3 separate regions of the Mus musculus genome follow, and regions 2 and 3 are each linked to region 1. The links are chromatin contacts, called in public HiChIP or PLAC-seq maps. All regions are on one chromosome and are shown on one strand. The core of a region is the stretch at or near the end of the contact, and the rest is flanking DNA. Distances in the headings are between cores, read along the strand shown. Region 1 overlaps Ppp4r1 (protein phosphatase 4, regulatory subunit 1). Region 2 has its middle 3.2 kb from the start of Gm35400. Region 3 overlaps Rab31 (RAB31, member RAS oncogene family).

The links. HiChIP or PLAC-seq counts read pairs in DNA pulled down with a chosen protein or histone mark.
Region 2: a contact with region 1 is called in a FOXA1 HiChIP or PLAC-seq map of pancreatic cancer cells. The contact joins two enhancer-like sites. A contact is called at or near these places in 1 of 115 datasets of contacts at active chromatin or transcription factors (pancreatic cancer cells) and 2 of 9 other capture datasets (adipose tissue and liver).
Region 3: a FOXA1 HiChIP or PLAC-seq map of pancreatic cancer cells shows a contact between it and region 1. The contact joins two enhancer-like sites. A contact is called at or near these places in 1 of 484 Hi-C or Micro-C datasets (nephron progenitors), 2 of 115 datasets of contacts at active chromatin or transcription factors (cardiomyocytes and pancreatic cancer cells) and 3 of 9 other capture datasets (adipose tissue, liver and pancreatic islet).

Annotation. Positions count from the first base shown.
Region 1 is chr17:65,811,560-65,816,556 of GRCm38.p6, forward strand. Ppp4r1 (protein phosphatase 4, regulatory subunit 1) reads left to right here. Exons shown (of 20, transcript NM_001114131.1): 7 at 1,899-2,006; 8 at 2,129-2,194; 9 at 2,747-2,905; 10 at 4,364-4,491. Among named protein-coding and RNA genes, the nearest start is that of Ppp4r1, 31 kb to the left of the region's middle. Within about 2 kb of position 2,387, at least 30 of the 459 cell types and tissues checked have an H3K27ac peak or open chromatin away from gene starts, as enhancers often do. A contact at or near this core is called in pancreatic cancer cells, where this site is marked.
Region 2 is chr17:65,560,695-65,565,691 of GRCm38.p6, forward strand. It overlaps the pseudogene Gm49866. Among named protein-coding and RNA genes, the nearest start is that of Gm35400, 3.2 kb to the left of the region's middle. Within about 2 kb of position 2,562, at least 30 of the 459 cell types and tissues checked have an H3K27ac peak or open chromatin away from gene starts, as enhancers often do. A contact at or near this core is called in pancreatic cancer cells, where this site is marked.
Region 3 is chr17:65,661,900-65,666,896 of GRCm38.p6, forward strand. All of the region lies in intron 6 of Rab31 (RAB31, member RAS oncogene family), which reads right to left. Among named protein-coding and RNA genes, the nearest start is that of Gm35477, 22 kb to the left of the region's middle. Within about 2 kb of position 2,057, at least 90 of the 459 cell types and tissues checked have an H3K27ac peak or open chromatin away from gene starts, as enhancers often do. A contact at or near this core is called in pancreatic cancer cells, where this site is marked.

The sequences.
Region 1 (4,997 bases), core at 1,137-3,636:
AAAAAACAATAACAGAAATTGCGAGTGATTCCAGGTTATCTGTGAGAACAGTGATGATCATATAGTTTTCTGTCTCTTGAAAAATTCCCTTTTCATTGTTTCTTACAATAGTAGATACCAATTAACAAAAATGTAGATTTTTTTTTCCTCAACAGTTTTCATTGTTGTGAAATTCATAAAATTAGCCATTTAAAGTATAGTATTCAGTGGCATTTGATACAATCACAACTGTCTTAGTTAGGGTTCTACTGCTGTGAACAGACACCATGACCAAGGCAACAAGGACATGACCAAGTCTTATAAGGACAACATTTAATTGGGGCTGGCTTACAGGTTCAGAGGTTCAGTCCAGTATCATCAAGGCGGGAGCATGGCAGCATCCAGGCAAGCATGGTGCAGGAGGAGCTGAGAGTTCTACATCTTCATCTGAAGGCTGTTAGCAGAATACTGATTTCCAGGCAGCTAAGATGAGGGTCTTATAGCTAACATCCACAGTGACACACCTACTCCAACAAGGCCACACCTCCTAATAGTGCCACTCTCTGGGCCGAGCATATACAAACCATCACAGAGACCTACAGTCATCATCCCTACCTAGCTCCAAACAATCACGTTTCATTTCAGAAATTCTTCAATAAAGAAAATCAATTTGGGTAAAACTGTTGGTTATATTAAGGGGAGCCTAGCCTAAAAACATAATGTTCAGGGTTGAAAGAAAGCTTATGATTCCCCATGTTTTAGAAAACCATTAGTTATAATATGGTACCCTGATTAGACAGCGCTTCAGATCTCAGCTTTGCCTCTCTGAAGCACCAAGCTGTCCGTGGGATGTGGGAGCTGCAGGTATTACCCTGCTGCCCAACAGTGGAGGACTGAGGTAGGACTTGTTGACTTGCAGGCTGGCCTGAGGAGACTTGCCAGCCTGACCACCTGTGAGCGTGACGCATCTTGAAGGGATTTACTTATGGATTTGATTACACAGTTATGTTTTGTAACTTTGAACAGGAAGATCTCGCTTTTTGTTGGATTTCACAATTTAACATTATAAATGATGTATTTTTAAAGCCCTCCAGTTCATTGTTGATTTATAGAAATATAAGCCGTTTTTATTCTTATATAGATACCTGCAGCTTTGTTATATGTACTTATTCTGGTAGGTTCTTTATTAGATCCTTTGGAGCTTCTGTAGGCAGTGATGCTGCACATAGCTGAGAGTCTCTTTACCGTCCATGTGTCTTTTACACACTCTGGGAATAGCTGTGTCTGGGAAATGCTGTCAGGCAGGCATCAGATCTCCCTGTGTATTAAGTATGGGGATGGACTTGAGCAGTTGTTAGGGAAGGAAACTCTTACTTTGTTATTGGTTAGCTGGAACAAATTTGTATTAGTACTGTGTCTATGCAAAGGCAGGCTTGACTCCCCCATTGACACCAAAGCTGACGTGACGCAGAGCTTTCCTCGGAGACACAGCTGCACTCAGCAGTCATCTCCTCAGACACAGCCTTGCCTTTGAACAGGCACTCCCTTGCTGCTGCTGCTGCTGCTGCTGCTGCTGCTGCTGCTGCTGCTGCTGCTGCGGTGGGTGTTTTGAGACATGGCCCTGGCTGTTGTGGAACTCGATTGTAGGCCAGGCTGGCCTTGAACTCATAGCCTGCCTGCTTCTACTTCTCAAGTGCTAAGTTTAAAGGTGGAATTTTCTTTTTTTCTCTTTTTCCTATTTTTCTCTTTCGAAGTTACTGGCAAAATGATTAAGTTATTAACTAGTGATAGGAAAATCATTTTCCTCTAGATTTAGTACATTTGCTGTACATTGGTTAATATGTGTTTCTTTAAATTATTAAGTTTAACTTAAAAAGGCCTTAGATGTTTTCAAGATGAATTTTTCTCACTTGTTTCAGATAATGTGCAAGATGGCCCCCATGGTTGGGAAGGACATTACGGAGCGCCTCATCCTCCCCAGGTTCTGCGAGATGTGCTGTGACTGTCGAATGTTTCATGTCCGGAAGGTAAGTCTGCATCCACTCTGGGTTTCTGAGTTTAAGAACGCATGATGCTCTGGTGTGTGGAATGTGATGTTTTTAAGGAACTCCTATGCGATACTAAAATGTTAGTGATGGTTCTGTTACAGGTCTGCGCTGCCAATTTTGGAGATATTTGCAGTGTAGTTGGCCAACAAGCAACAGAAGAAATGTTGGTAAGTATCTAAGGTATTAAAGAATAAGCAATACAGAGTAATAGAGTTTATTAATATGCCCCCGTGACTGCAAACCAGAATGATGTTTGTACATTTGGAACTACAAGTTGGTGTTTGCAAGGCGTTCTGATAAGGATTGCTTCTTTAAGCATTAAACAGTGGTTCCCTGTTAGCCTCCCACTTGTACATAGTGACTCAGTCCTGACTCACTCACCCGAGTCTCTAACCTCACTAGGGCATTTGCTTTACTAGAGTCCTCTCTGGTGCCACTTAAATCTCGTAGCAGAGGAGTTAAGTTGTGACATGCATGTGCCCCATGCACAAATTCATACGCGTAGACTGTCTATACATCCACTGGCACGAGGAGCTCAGCTGTGAGCTCTCGGGTGACAGTCAGCTGTGTTTTGCCTTTCTAGGGGGAGTTATAAACTGGAGTGATGCATTAGAAGTTTTTGAGTTCCAGTGTTTAAATACGTTCTGTATGTTTTAAGAATATCCATCATTAAAACAGAAGATGGCAGGGAAGTAACTGGTGTCCCCGTGTTCCCACAGCTGCCCAGGTTCTTCCAGCTGTGCTCTGATAACGTGTGGGGCGTCCGAAAGGCCTGTGCTGAGTGCTTCATGGCTGTCTCCTGTGCAACATGTCAAGAAATCCGACGGACAAAGTTATCAGCACTATTTATTAACTTGATCAGTGATCCTTCACGTTGGGTAACATTGCTTTTTAAAAACATTTTGAGACTAAAGTAAATGATTTATTTATTTTGTATATATGAGTACACCACCATTGCTCTCTTCAGACAGACCAGAAGAGGGCATCAGATCCCATTACAGATGGTTGTGAGCCACCATGTGTTTGCTGGGAATTGAACTCAGGACCTCTGGAAGAAAGTAAATGATTTTTTAAAAAAAAAAGTGTTTTAATATTTTATTTTATGTCTATGGGTATTTTGCCTGTATGCATGCACGGACGTGTTTGTATATGTATATATGTGTGTATGTGTATGTGTGTACACACACACATACATATACATGCACACCACATGCATATCTGGGGTCCACTGAAAACAGAAGAGGGTGTTAGTGCTGAAACAGGAGTGCTGGAAAGCTGTGAGTTACCATGTGGGTGCTGGGAACTGAACCCAGGGTTTTTGGAAGAGTGTGTTCTTAACTGCGAGCCATTTCTCTAGCTCAATGATTTCAAATTTAAAACTAATTTACTCCAAGTACAAGTGGCACACGCCTTTAATCCTGGCACTCAGAGGCAGAGGACCTGTGAGTGTGAGGCCAGCCTGGTCTACAGAGTGATTTCTGAGATAGAGCTACCTAGGGAAACCCTGTCTTGAACACCTTCCCTCAAAAGAAAGAATTTATAATTATGTTATTCATATAAATATATGACTAGTCAGTAGGAGGTTATTAAAGGTTGTCTTTTTATTAGCTGGAAAGTATTTTTTTCTTTTTCCAATTTTTTAATTAGGTATTTTCTTCATTTACATTTCAAATTCTATCCTGAAAGTCCCCTATACCCTCCCCCCACCCTGCTCCCCTACCCACTCACTCCCACTTCTTGGCTCTGGCATTCCCCTGTATTGGGGCATATAAAGTTTGCAAGACCAAGGGGCCTCTCTTCCCAATGATGGCCGACTAGGCCATCTTCTGCTGCATATGCAGCTAGAGACACGAGCTCTGGGGGGTACTGGTTAGTTCATATTGTTGTTCCTCCTATAGGGTTGCAGACCCCTGAAAGTATTTTGTTTACAAATCAAGTTTCTAATTTAGCTTGCTGTTTAATGGTTGTAAAACTCACTGACTTTTTTGTCTTTTAATTAATTGACTGTGTATTTTTACCAGGTATTGAGGATGTGAATGTTTGACCCTAGCACTCAGGAGGTAGAGGCAGGTAGCTGGAGGCCAGCCTGGGCTGCACAGTTAGGTCTTGTTTTTGAAGCGTACAGGAACACAGTTCTTTCTGTGTTGGTTAGGATATGCCACTCAGCTCCTAGTGTCTGAATAGTCAAGTGAAGAGAGAGTCAGGTTTCTTTTACAAGGCTTTCCTGTTATCCTGAACATACTTTGGCTTTTGTATATGCATAGGAAGTATGTGTGCATTAAAATATATATACCTCTTTATGCTTATGTTTATTATTGTCCTTTTTCTCTTCTTAGGTTCGCCAAGCAGCCTTTCAGTCTCTGGGGCCTTTCATATCCACGTTTGCTAATCCATCAAGCTCGGGCCAGTGCTTTAAAGATGAGAGCAAGAACTCAGAAGACTCCTCGGCAGAAGACAAAGACAGGTATGATGGTGAAGCTTTGTATACTTGTGACAGCTTTCCCACTGCGTTGCCGGATAATGTTAGTTAGTGAGTGCTTTATAGTTTCTTGGTGATACATACATTGTCCTTTGGTTAGCTACCCATTGACTGAGAAAATGCTTGGAACACACAGCTTGATGCCTCACACAGAGAGTGGCAAACCTGACTTACTGAGTAGTTAGTGAATTATTTGCCTAGGAAACTATTGGTGCTTACACAATATATTGAAAGCTTTTGTCTTAAAAAGCTACTTGAATGTTTGCTTCTGTATATAGTCTACTCTGACTCTTTATTGTTCCTTACAGTCAATTTAACGTGGATCTTGGATTCTCTGTACAAAGAGATCATTATAATCCCTCACTGAGGGAAGCATTCTTTTTAAAAAGAATGATTTATATTGTTTTTATGAGTACACCATTGCTCTCTTCAGAGACACCAGAGGAGAGCATCAGATCCCATTACAGACGCTTGTGAGCCACCATTTGGTT
Region 2 (4,997 bases), core at 1,312-3,811, 250 kb before region 1:
ACTTCTTGTCAGCACTGTCACTCCCAGAGGCTGCACCTCCTTCCCCTCCTTCTCCAGAACCAGTTTTCCCCTTCAGCGGCATCTCTTAAGCATGCAGTTGAACTCTCTAGCAACTAAGGTAAGTCTTATAACATTTAATTGGGGCTGGCTTACAGGTTCAGAGGTTCAGTTCATTATCATCAAGGTGGGAGCATGGCGGAACCCAGGAGGCATGGACACGGGAAGAGCTGAGAGGTCTACATCTTCATCTGAAGGCTGCTAGCAGAATACTGACTTCCAGGCAGCTAGAGGGTCTTAAGCCCGTGCCCACAGTGACACACCTATTCTAACAAGGCCACACCTCCTAATAGCGCCACTCCCTGGGCCAAGCATATACAAACTATCACAGAGATATAGGTTGTTTTTAAAGAATTTGCACATTAGCACAGCTTCATAAACTGTGGGTCACGAGCTGGAGAGATGGCTCTGCAGTTAAGAGCACTGACTGCTATTCAAGAGGTCCTGAGTTCAATTCCCAGCAACCACATGGTGGCTCACAACCATATGTAATGGGATCTGATGCCCTCTTCTGGTGTGTCTGAAGACAGCGACAGTGTGCTCATGTAACAAAATAAGTAAATCTTTAAAACAACAACTATGAGTCACAGCTCCACATGGAGTCACAGAACTAGCACAGGTGTTGTGAAAGGGTTCCTATCACATATTGATAATCATTCATTCATAATGGAGATTGTAAGGAACCTGAGCAGCCCTGGCAGCGCTTGCCAACGTCACCTCTGAACCAACAGCTTGCTTGGCACCATAAACACTGTCACAGCCACCACCACAGCCACTGCCACAGCCACTCCCTCAGCCACAGCTACTGCCTCAGCCACAGCCACAGCCCACAACACAGCTGGGACACCTGGGTTCACTTCAAGACTCCCGTGTGCTATGGTGGCATTTTACTATCCATACAAACATCCTGCTCTTCTACAAACATAATCACTTAATCACAGGAAACTTTAGTATCTCACTGCCATTGTTCCTTATCCTGTAAGTATCAAATGAGTATAGCGTTTGACTATTAGAGCAGAACATTTGGTTTTTAAAATTGCTGTTTGAGGGCTGGCAAGATGCCAGGTAAAGACATTTTACCAAAACAACATGCGCTCAGTCTCCAGAACCCACACAGTGGAAGAAGAGAACGGGCTTCCACACCATCCCAACTTCCAGTAGCCCCATGATGCTCTGTGTGTGAGTGTGTGTGTGTGTGAGTGTGTGTGTGAGTGTGTGTGTGAGTGTGTGTGTGAGTGTGTGTGTGAGTGTGTGTGTGAGTGTGTGTGTGAGAGTGTGTGTGTGTGTGAGTGTGTGTGAGTGTGTGTGTGAGTGTGTGTGTGTGAGTGTGTGTGTGAGTGTGTGTGTGTGTGAGTGTGTGTGTGAGTGTGTGTGTGTGAGTGTGTGTGTGTGAGTGTGTGTGTGTGAGTGTGTGTGTGTGTGAGTGTGTGTGTGTGTGAGTGTGTGTGAGTGTGTGTGTGTGAGTGTGTGTGTGTGTGTGAGTGTGTGTGTGAGTGTGTGTGAGTGTGTGTGTGAGTGTGTGTGTGAGAGTGTGTGTGTGTGAGTGTGTGTGTGTGAGTGTGTGTGTGAGTGTGTGAGTGTGTGTGTGTGAGAGTGTGTGTGTGTGTGAGTGTGTGTGTGTGAGTGTGTGTGTGTGTGTGAGTGTGTGTGTGTGTGAGTGTGTGTGTGTGAGTGTGTGTGTGTGTGTGTGAGTGTGTGTGTGTGTGAGTGTGTGTGTGTGAGTGTGTGTGTGTGTGTGTACTGAGGTGCTGTGTTGAGTTTCATGTTTAAACGGTTGTCAAATGAATTTTAGTTGTGATTGGAGCAGAAGTTGCAGTTCTTAAGCATAGTTCTCCCATTTGCACTACACTTTTATATAAAGTGGCAACTCGAGGTGGATTATAAAGTCAAAACACCAATAAATTCTGAAAAGTGTGACAATGCCCCACACCCTGCAGTATCAAATATCCTGCCAAGACTTGAGTATGCTGTAAAAATAAACAAGCACACCCCTCCCACTGATGTGCAAATTTGCTTTCCTCTGTAGTAAATGATACGATTATATATATCAAAGAATTGTTAACATAAATGTCTTATGACTTATCAGGAAATACTTGGTATTATGGAGGTAAAGATTTCTGTAGAGATTTCTCAGGCAAAAGGGAAAAAATTTAAGCAGCCCTGGAATTCGTTTGGCTTCGAGAAATAGGATCATAGTGCCATCTAGTGGCAGGACCAAGTTTTACAACAGTTGGTTTGGGTGGCTTTGCCTTAAGTAGAAAAAAATGAAAACTGTGTGTTTTAGTTTCACATAGTTTAACACCAGGTAAAAATGAGACGCCCTGGAGGGCGGGGTATTGGTGTTGTCTTTGAGCACCAAACCTTTACTGTCCTTACAGAAAATTCCACAAACCTGACTCTGACCTAAAACATAACAAGGAGTCATTGGATGAAGGCATGCCACTACCTCCTGGGGATACTTTAAATTTAGCAATGCCATTTGCCTAAAATTAGCAAGACTCTGGGGGCCAGACAACCAAATATAGTTACAGTAATGTCTTCTGCCTAAACCATCAGTCACAGCCAATGACATTCTGGGAATGCTAAATAGAAATTTCTAGAAACAAATAATTTGTGTTTTAAATATTTACTGTTATTTTTAAAAAAAAAAAAACATTATCCAAGCGTTTTTCTCCCCTTAGCCAGCAATTGCAGTTGACAACAGGTTAGCAGCACAAATGTGCACAGCACCATGTCTGGAGGCAGGCAGATGGGACATAGACGCCCCATTCCAAGTGGCAGGATGGAGTCTGGTGACGCTCCACTGTCCCACCCTGCCAGAACACAGTGCACGAATGAAGTCATGCCAGGGGAATTCTGAGTGCTTGTGAGAAAACTCCAAGAAAACAAGACAAGAGTCGTGTGACCTCAGTTTCTTCAAAAGCAAGGAGTTGTTCTTGGGTTGTGCTTTTGAGCCCCTCCCAGGTTTGCCCATCGGAATATAGTAAGTTTACTTTATTCATTACAACTGGCTATTGTTACGTGTTTATGTGTCTCTTGAAAAAAAACTTGTTTTTGCCATGTGTGACTTGCCGCTGTGACTGTACAGTTTAGTCAGATGACTCTTCTTAACCCTCAGAGGATTAACTGCCCGGTGCTCTGAATAAAGCTGGCTATTGCAGGAGACTTCAGTCCACCTCGTTTATGAACCCCATTCTCCTAGGTTCCACCAACTCTAGAGCGGTAAACACAACCCAAGCTATGAGTCACCCTTCTGTAAAATGTGTGCCTACAGTGCATATGTCCAAAATACCTGTCTGTAGAAGTTATGTCTCCATTCTTCCTCCCAGAAATAAGACTCAGACTTGGAATATGTTTAAAAATACCTTGGCCATGTTGCTAGCCTTTTCTCTGACTAGATCATAAGTTACCCCATTTATTCTAGTCTACATTCTGCCATATAGCTGGTTACCTGTGCTACCTCTGTCTCCTCTCCTCTTCCCACGTGATACCCTGTGCCTGGCTAGAAGGAGATCTATCTGGCTCCTTTTCACAAAGCTCTACCCTCACACACATAGCATCTGGTTCTGCCAGCCAGTGCCTCAGTTGCCTTGGGTGCTCAAAGCAGGGAACACGCATGTGCTTCCTCACATCCCAGAATTCTCTCTGCCTCCCGGATGTTCCACCTTCTATTCTACCCTTTCCTATAGGCCACGGGTTTTTTAATTGACAGGTGATGCATCCATACAATATACAAGTTATTCTCTCTACATGTGTCCACAGAGCATATGCTTCTGACGTCACTTGGTAGCTGTTTCAGTTATCAAACCTTACATCCCAGTATCCCAGTGCCTATGTTCAAGTAATCTTTACTTGCTAATGGTCTCACAGCTCAAATAGCAATGCTGGCAAGTTAGATGTCCTTTTAAAGGCTACAAAATAATCAATCCCCTTTAAGGGAAAAGGTGAAAAGTGGAACAAGGTATTTTGAGGGACCCGTACCACATCCACACAATTATTATAGTGCATTGTTAGGTTGTTAAAACTACTACTTACTTTTAGTTATTCTTTTTTGTCCAAAGATTATTAATTTATTTTATTTATATGAGTATGTTGTAGCTATCTTCAGACACACCAGAAGAAAGCATCGGATCCCATTACAAACGGTTGTGAGCCACCATGTGGTTGCCGGAAATTGAACTCAGGACCTCTGGAAGAGCGGTCAGTGCTCCTAACTGCTGAGCCATCTCTCCAGACCATTTTTCTTAATCTCCTACTGTGCCTAATTTACACATTAACCATTGTCATAAGAAAACACATTACATTTGGTAGTATCTGAGGTTGTAGATGTCCCTTAGGGATCTTGGAATGTGTCCTCTCAGAGAAGGAGGAAAACTCTACTGACATAGATTTAGAAGGTATAAAAAGAATTTCCAAACATACCAGAACTCCATAATGGTTGTGATCCTGACTACATAAAATATGTGGTTCAGTTAACAATCATTTTATAAGGAAATTTGACTTAGGTCAACAGCGAACAGTTTGTGGACAGAGAGGAGTGGTCAGACGCACACTCGGTGTGCTGATTGGCCCAGCAAACAGGACGTGCATTTCAGAAATGCCCCCATCCGGTGCCCATCAGGAGGGTCACTGTGAGGGGAGAGCCCTTCTCAGGACCAATACTTCAAAGTTATGAACAAAAGCCTCATTTCTGCACTGGTAACATTGATATCATGACTGCATTACTCTGAGCCAGTGGTGCTAACTGAAGCTGGGGCTGCAGGTGGATGGAACGAGATCTATCTGGCTCCTTTTCACAAAGCTCTACCCTCACACACATAGCAGCTGGGTTCTGCCAGCCAGCGCCTCAGTTGCCTTGGGTGCTCAAAGCAGGGAGCACGCGTGTGCTTCCCCACTCACCCTGCAGAGCCAAGCCATTTGCTCTACTGCCCCAGCTCTGC
Region 3 (4,997 bases), core at 807-3,306, 150 kb before region 1:
TACTTGACACAAGCTAAGGCCATCTGGGAACAGGACTCTCCACTGAGCAAATGCCCTCATAAGACTGGCCTGTAGGCCAGCCTGTGGGCAGCTCTTTGATTGACAGATTGGTTCATGTGGAAGAGGACTGCCTACTATGGGCAGTGCCATCCCTCAGTAGTTGACTTGGGATGTATAAGAAAGAAAAGCCAGGAGTGAGCCTATACGTCCTGCTCCTCCATGGCATCTGCCTCAGTTCCCGCCTCCAGGCATCTTTCTTGAGCTCCAGTTCTGACGGACTTCAAGACGGACTATGAGCTGTAAGGTAAAATGAGCCCTTTCCTCTCCTCCTTGCTTTCAGTATGATGTCTCTCACAGCAACAGAAACCTAACAGGACTCTCCCTCAACCTGACAACCACCAAACTGACCTGTTTATCTAACAACCCTTAAAAAATTAGATTCAAAATACTTACATATGACACTAATGAGACTCTCTTTAAAGCAATATAGGTTGGGGAGCTATAGGAAAGAGATGGGGCAAGTTGGGTGGTTATGTGTATGTGATAATTAAATTTACTTATGTACTAGAAGTTTACATTTTCTATAATAAAATAATTTTCCAAAGTTGCCAGGAATACACTATTACAAAGTAGCCATGATTACTAACTTACAGGCAACCTTACAAGAAAGAGAATCTTGAGGGTACATATTATTTATTATTATATGTTTCACAGTTTGATTATATGAAATGGGTTTCTTTTTTATATAAACTACTCTGTAGTATTTGTTTCACAATTTGTCTTTTTAAGTCAGTAACAAGATTCACATCATTATTTCAAATCACTAGTTTATATTAGTGTACCACAATTTTAAAAAAACAAACTATGTCTCAATTTTGGTGCAGTTTAGTCATTTCCTGTTTTCTCTGACTATGGATAATATTACCAGAAAACTGCTGTACAAAGTCAGGAGCCAGGGACAATCCAGACTTAAAGCTGACAACATGTGACTCCGCATCCTGGCCTCTCACTCACTAGCTATTCGACACAGCAAGTCACAAGATGGAGAGCCCTTATGGTAAAACAGGAATGATAACATGCCTACGTCACAGTGAGGGGGACATCAATGAATTAACACACACTTTAGCCCTTCCAACAATGGCAAGGAGCAAGGGCTCCACACATGCGAAGCATTGCTACAATTGGTCCCTGGGTCTGCCTGTTTCTCAGGTTTTAATTCACGGCTGGTTACACTGTCCATCAAAACCAGTTAGGCCTACTATGGTTGTGTCCATATTGAACGCATCCAGACCCTTCCTTATCATTATTCCCTAAACAATAGAGTATAGCAACTATCTATAGAGCATTGACTATGCTCTATAGATATAGATATATTGGGTATAAATAACCTAGAGATGAAGAGGCATAAGGGGAGTTATGCTTACATACAAATGCTATAGCATTTTAGACAGGAACTTGGGCATCTGTAGATTGGTACCCTGGTGGGTCCTACACCTAAACCTCCATAGACATGAGGCCCAAGGACATGGTGTTTTGCACGACTGAGAACTCCTTAGGACGGCTCAAGGTGAAAGCTTCTGATATCAGCATCTTCTTTGCTGGCCTTTGCCAAAGTAACTTTCTTGGTGGTAAAGAAGGGACTGTCCTCACCTTTATCTTCACTCGACAGCTTGCTGTTCCGTTACAGCATTTTCAAAGGTTTTTGTTTTGCTTTCAGACTTATTTAACACGCTCTAAACCAAGTAACTACCGTGGAATTACAAAACCCTGTGGGCATACAATAGCCAGAGAGCTGCGCAGCAATGTTTACAGAACAAGGCCCAGGGCGCTTTCCTATTCTCTAATCCTTTTGGGCCAGCGTTGCTTTCATCTCTAACTGTATAAACTCTAGGAACAAGCACTCAGGGAGCTAGGTAGGTGTTTGAGGGCCTGAAAGGTCATTGAGCTTGGACCCACGATCTTAAAGCCAGGAACTGAAACTGCCGGACTCTATTTACTGGTCAAAGGGATAGGGTCTGAGTCATGGTGCGTGGCCCTGGGTGGAGACACGCCCTTGTGAGTGCCTTCTAAAGTCAACAGAGAGCTGGAGGTTTCTGGTAAAGAACACACCAGGGTCCTCTCTCCTAAGAGTCAATTCAAATGGGTTTGTCAATCACCTGGACTTCGGGAACCCCACCCCCACCCCACCCCCACCCCACCCCCACCCCTGAAGCTCTTTGTCCTAGAGGCTTAGAAACAGTATCAAGCCTACCTAAAATATAGACCCGCACAAGAGTCTTTTTGGCCACTCTCCACTCTGTTAAAAATGCCACATCACCATTAGGTAAACGCTACCTATCTTCAACTACATGCTCTGTGTGTCTCACGTGAATTCTTCCAACTGAGATCACAAAGACCAGAGAGCCAGAGGGAAGCCAGAGAGAGATGCTGGCAATACAAATCAACCAAAGCATTTCTCATTTGTTCTTAAACGAATACGAAATAACTCAAAACAAAGAAACCACACTCCAATGCCCTCAATGTCTCAAAGCAGACAGTGCAAAAACAAAGTGGGGTGAAGCTATAAAATCTTAAAGCCCGCCTCAGTCCAGTAATGTACTTCCCCCACTAAGGCTGCACTTCCTAAAGGTTCTAGGACTCCTGCAAACAGCATCACCAACTGGGGGCCAAGTATCCGAATATATGAGCCCGTGGGGGATACACTCCTCGTTCAGATCACCTCGCTGACCCACTCTTAAATTATATTCCGAAGCCTGAATGAAGATCATGGCTTTGTCCGAGTGGAGGTTGCTCAGGCTGTCAGAGCCAGGAGCACTGAGCTGTGGTTCCTACTGGTACCTCCACTGAGCTCAGTCATCTCTATCCTAGATTCATTGATCATCCTAATTGATGGGTCAACAGAAATGGGATATACTAGGATAGAGATGGAGAGCTAGAAATAATGGAAAGAGATGGAAAATAGATTGGTGGATTGTGACAGCTGAAAGTATAGACAGACAGATAATGATGGACAGACACTGGTACATAGATACAGACAATGGGGGCCCATGGAGTCGGTCTATCGATGGGAGAGAAGGGAGAGTTAGGTAAATGTATGTAGAGAGATGACTAGAGGCTCCACTACAAATCTACAAGCTGTCTTTGCTAAGTGTTTATAACTAAGAGTAAAACACAGAAATAAACATTTGTTCATTAGACGTGCAGAAGAACAAACATGGGCTTATGTTGGAATTACTGGGAAGCTGCAGTTGCTCCGTGCTTAAGCAAAAGACTTGTTTTTCTAAGTGGAACAGACCACCAGACTATGAGGAACTAATTATTCAAAATCTTCATCCTTGTGACCCACAAAGACCCCTGGCACGGACAAGGATTTAGGATGGTTGAGTTATAGATACAAAGAAATCTTTCTGAGGTGTTAGTACTCAATATCTAGGCTTCTTGTTTTCTTTGAGGTCTTTATTTGACTTTTTAAAAAATTTTAATAATGACTTTCATCAAGCTCAGAGGGTCACCTCATGTAGAAATCTCGAGGTGAATTTAATGCACATTAAAAACAAACAAACAAACCAAAACAAAACAAAACAAAACAGGGTTTCCTATCTGACCCCTGCCTTGCCTTGGCTCAAGGAACTCACATGGAGGAGCAGGTTCTACAAACCGGGAAAGCTGGACCGTCAGAGGCAGTGTGGGGAACTGTGTAGGAGAGCTCATTAAAACTGTCTGTAGCTGGTGGTGCTGACTGTAATCCCCAAGGCTTAGGAGACTAAGGGAAGAGCACGGCTACAAGTTCAAGGCCAACCTGGGCTACAGGGCAAAACCCTATCTCAAAAGAATAAATAAATATTAAAACAAATATAAAAAAAAACAACAACACAACACTTTCAAAAAGAAAATGTTTACCAAGTGCCCAACCCAGAAAAGCCTGAAACCACTGGATAATAATCGGCTTACTCTAAGGTAATAAAGGGCTCGGTGTGCTAAGTTCAGTCTCTCGGAGTGACACAGCACAGAGAGTGTGTGTTCTTACACAAGAACAGCTGAGATGTGAGACCATGGGTGCCCAACCCCAAATCACGGCTGAGCTGGCTACATCTCAATTCAGCCCAGTGAGCTTGCAGCTTCTCTGTCACACGTGGAAATATCAGCAGGGGTGGGGTGGGGTGGGGGAAGTATTCAGGGAGGTGGACAGAAGGGAGGTACCAGAACCACCTCGGTGACCGGGCCCAGGGATGTAGGAGAGACTGAGCATCCTTCTACACACCTACACACAGCGGAAGTAATGTAGGTCAGAGTTCTCCAGTGCCCATGAATTCTCCTTCAGGCCAACGCAAACAAGCCAAAGGTCCTCTGCTGTTCTCAGAACCCAAAAGGAACGGATGGGAACCAGGAAAATGTAAAATAGCTGGAACCTGAGAACCCTCAACTTTAAATACAACTGAAAATGACACTGGGCGCAGAATCCCAGTATGTGGACCGCATGCCTTTTGGGACTGCCCAGAGCTGAGGTTTTCTGAGGACAGCTGATAACTTATAAGGGTTCCGATCCTTCCACAGCGAGGGCCCCCAGGAAGTCCTCAGCTGAATATGGAGGCTTCTCCCAGTCTCTGATAACGTACTGATGAACGAAGGCTTGGCTCAGCTCCATAGTCAGCAGGCACTTTTCTGGTGGAAGCCGGAACACAAGTTATGGCCAGAGTTTATGAAGGTGACATCTGGTGTGCTTAGAACTAAACAGCTGCGGACAGATGTGTCAGCACAGCCACCCGAGGTGAACAGCTGAGGCGAGTCAGCCACAGGAAACACGGTAACCCAGGGAAAGGACAACCTGACCCAGCGCTGTCACCTCTCATGAGCAGGAATAACAGAGTTCAGTGATGAGACCTCTGCCCAGTTCCCAGCTTCAGGTCACATGAGAGGGAAACATTTTTTTTTTTTTTTAAATGTGTGAGTGATTACGTGGCAAAATAAATCACTCAAAGGTCCCTTGACTGTGTTTG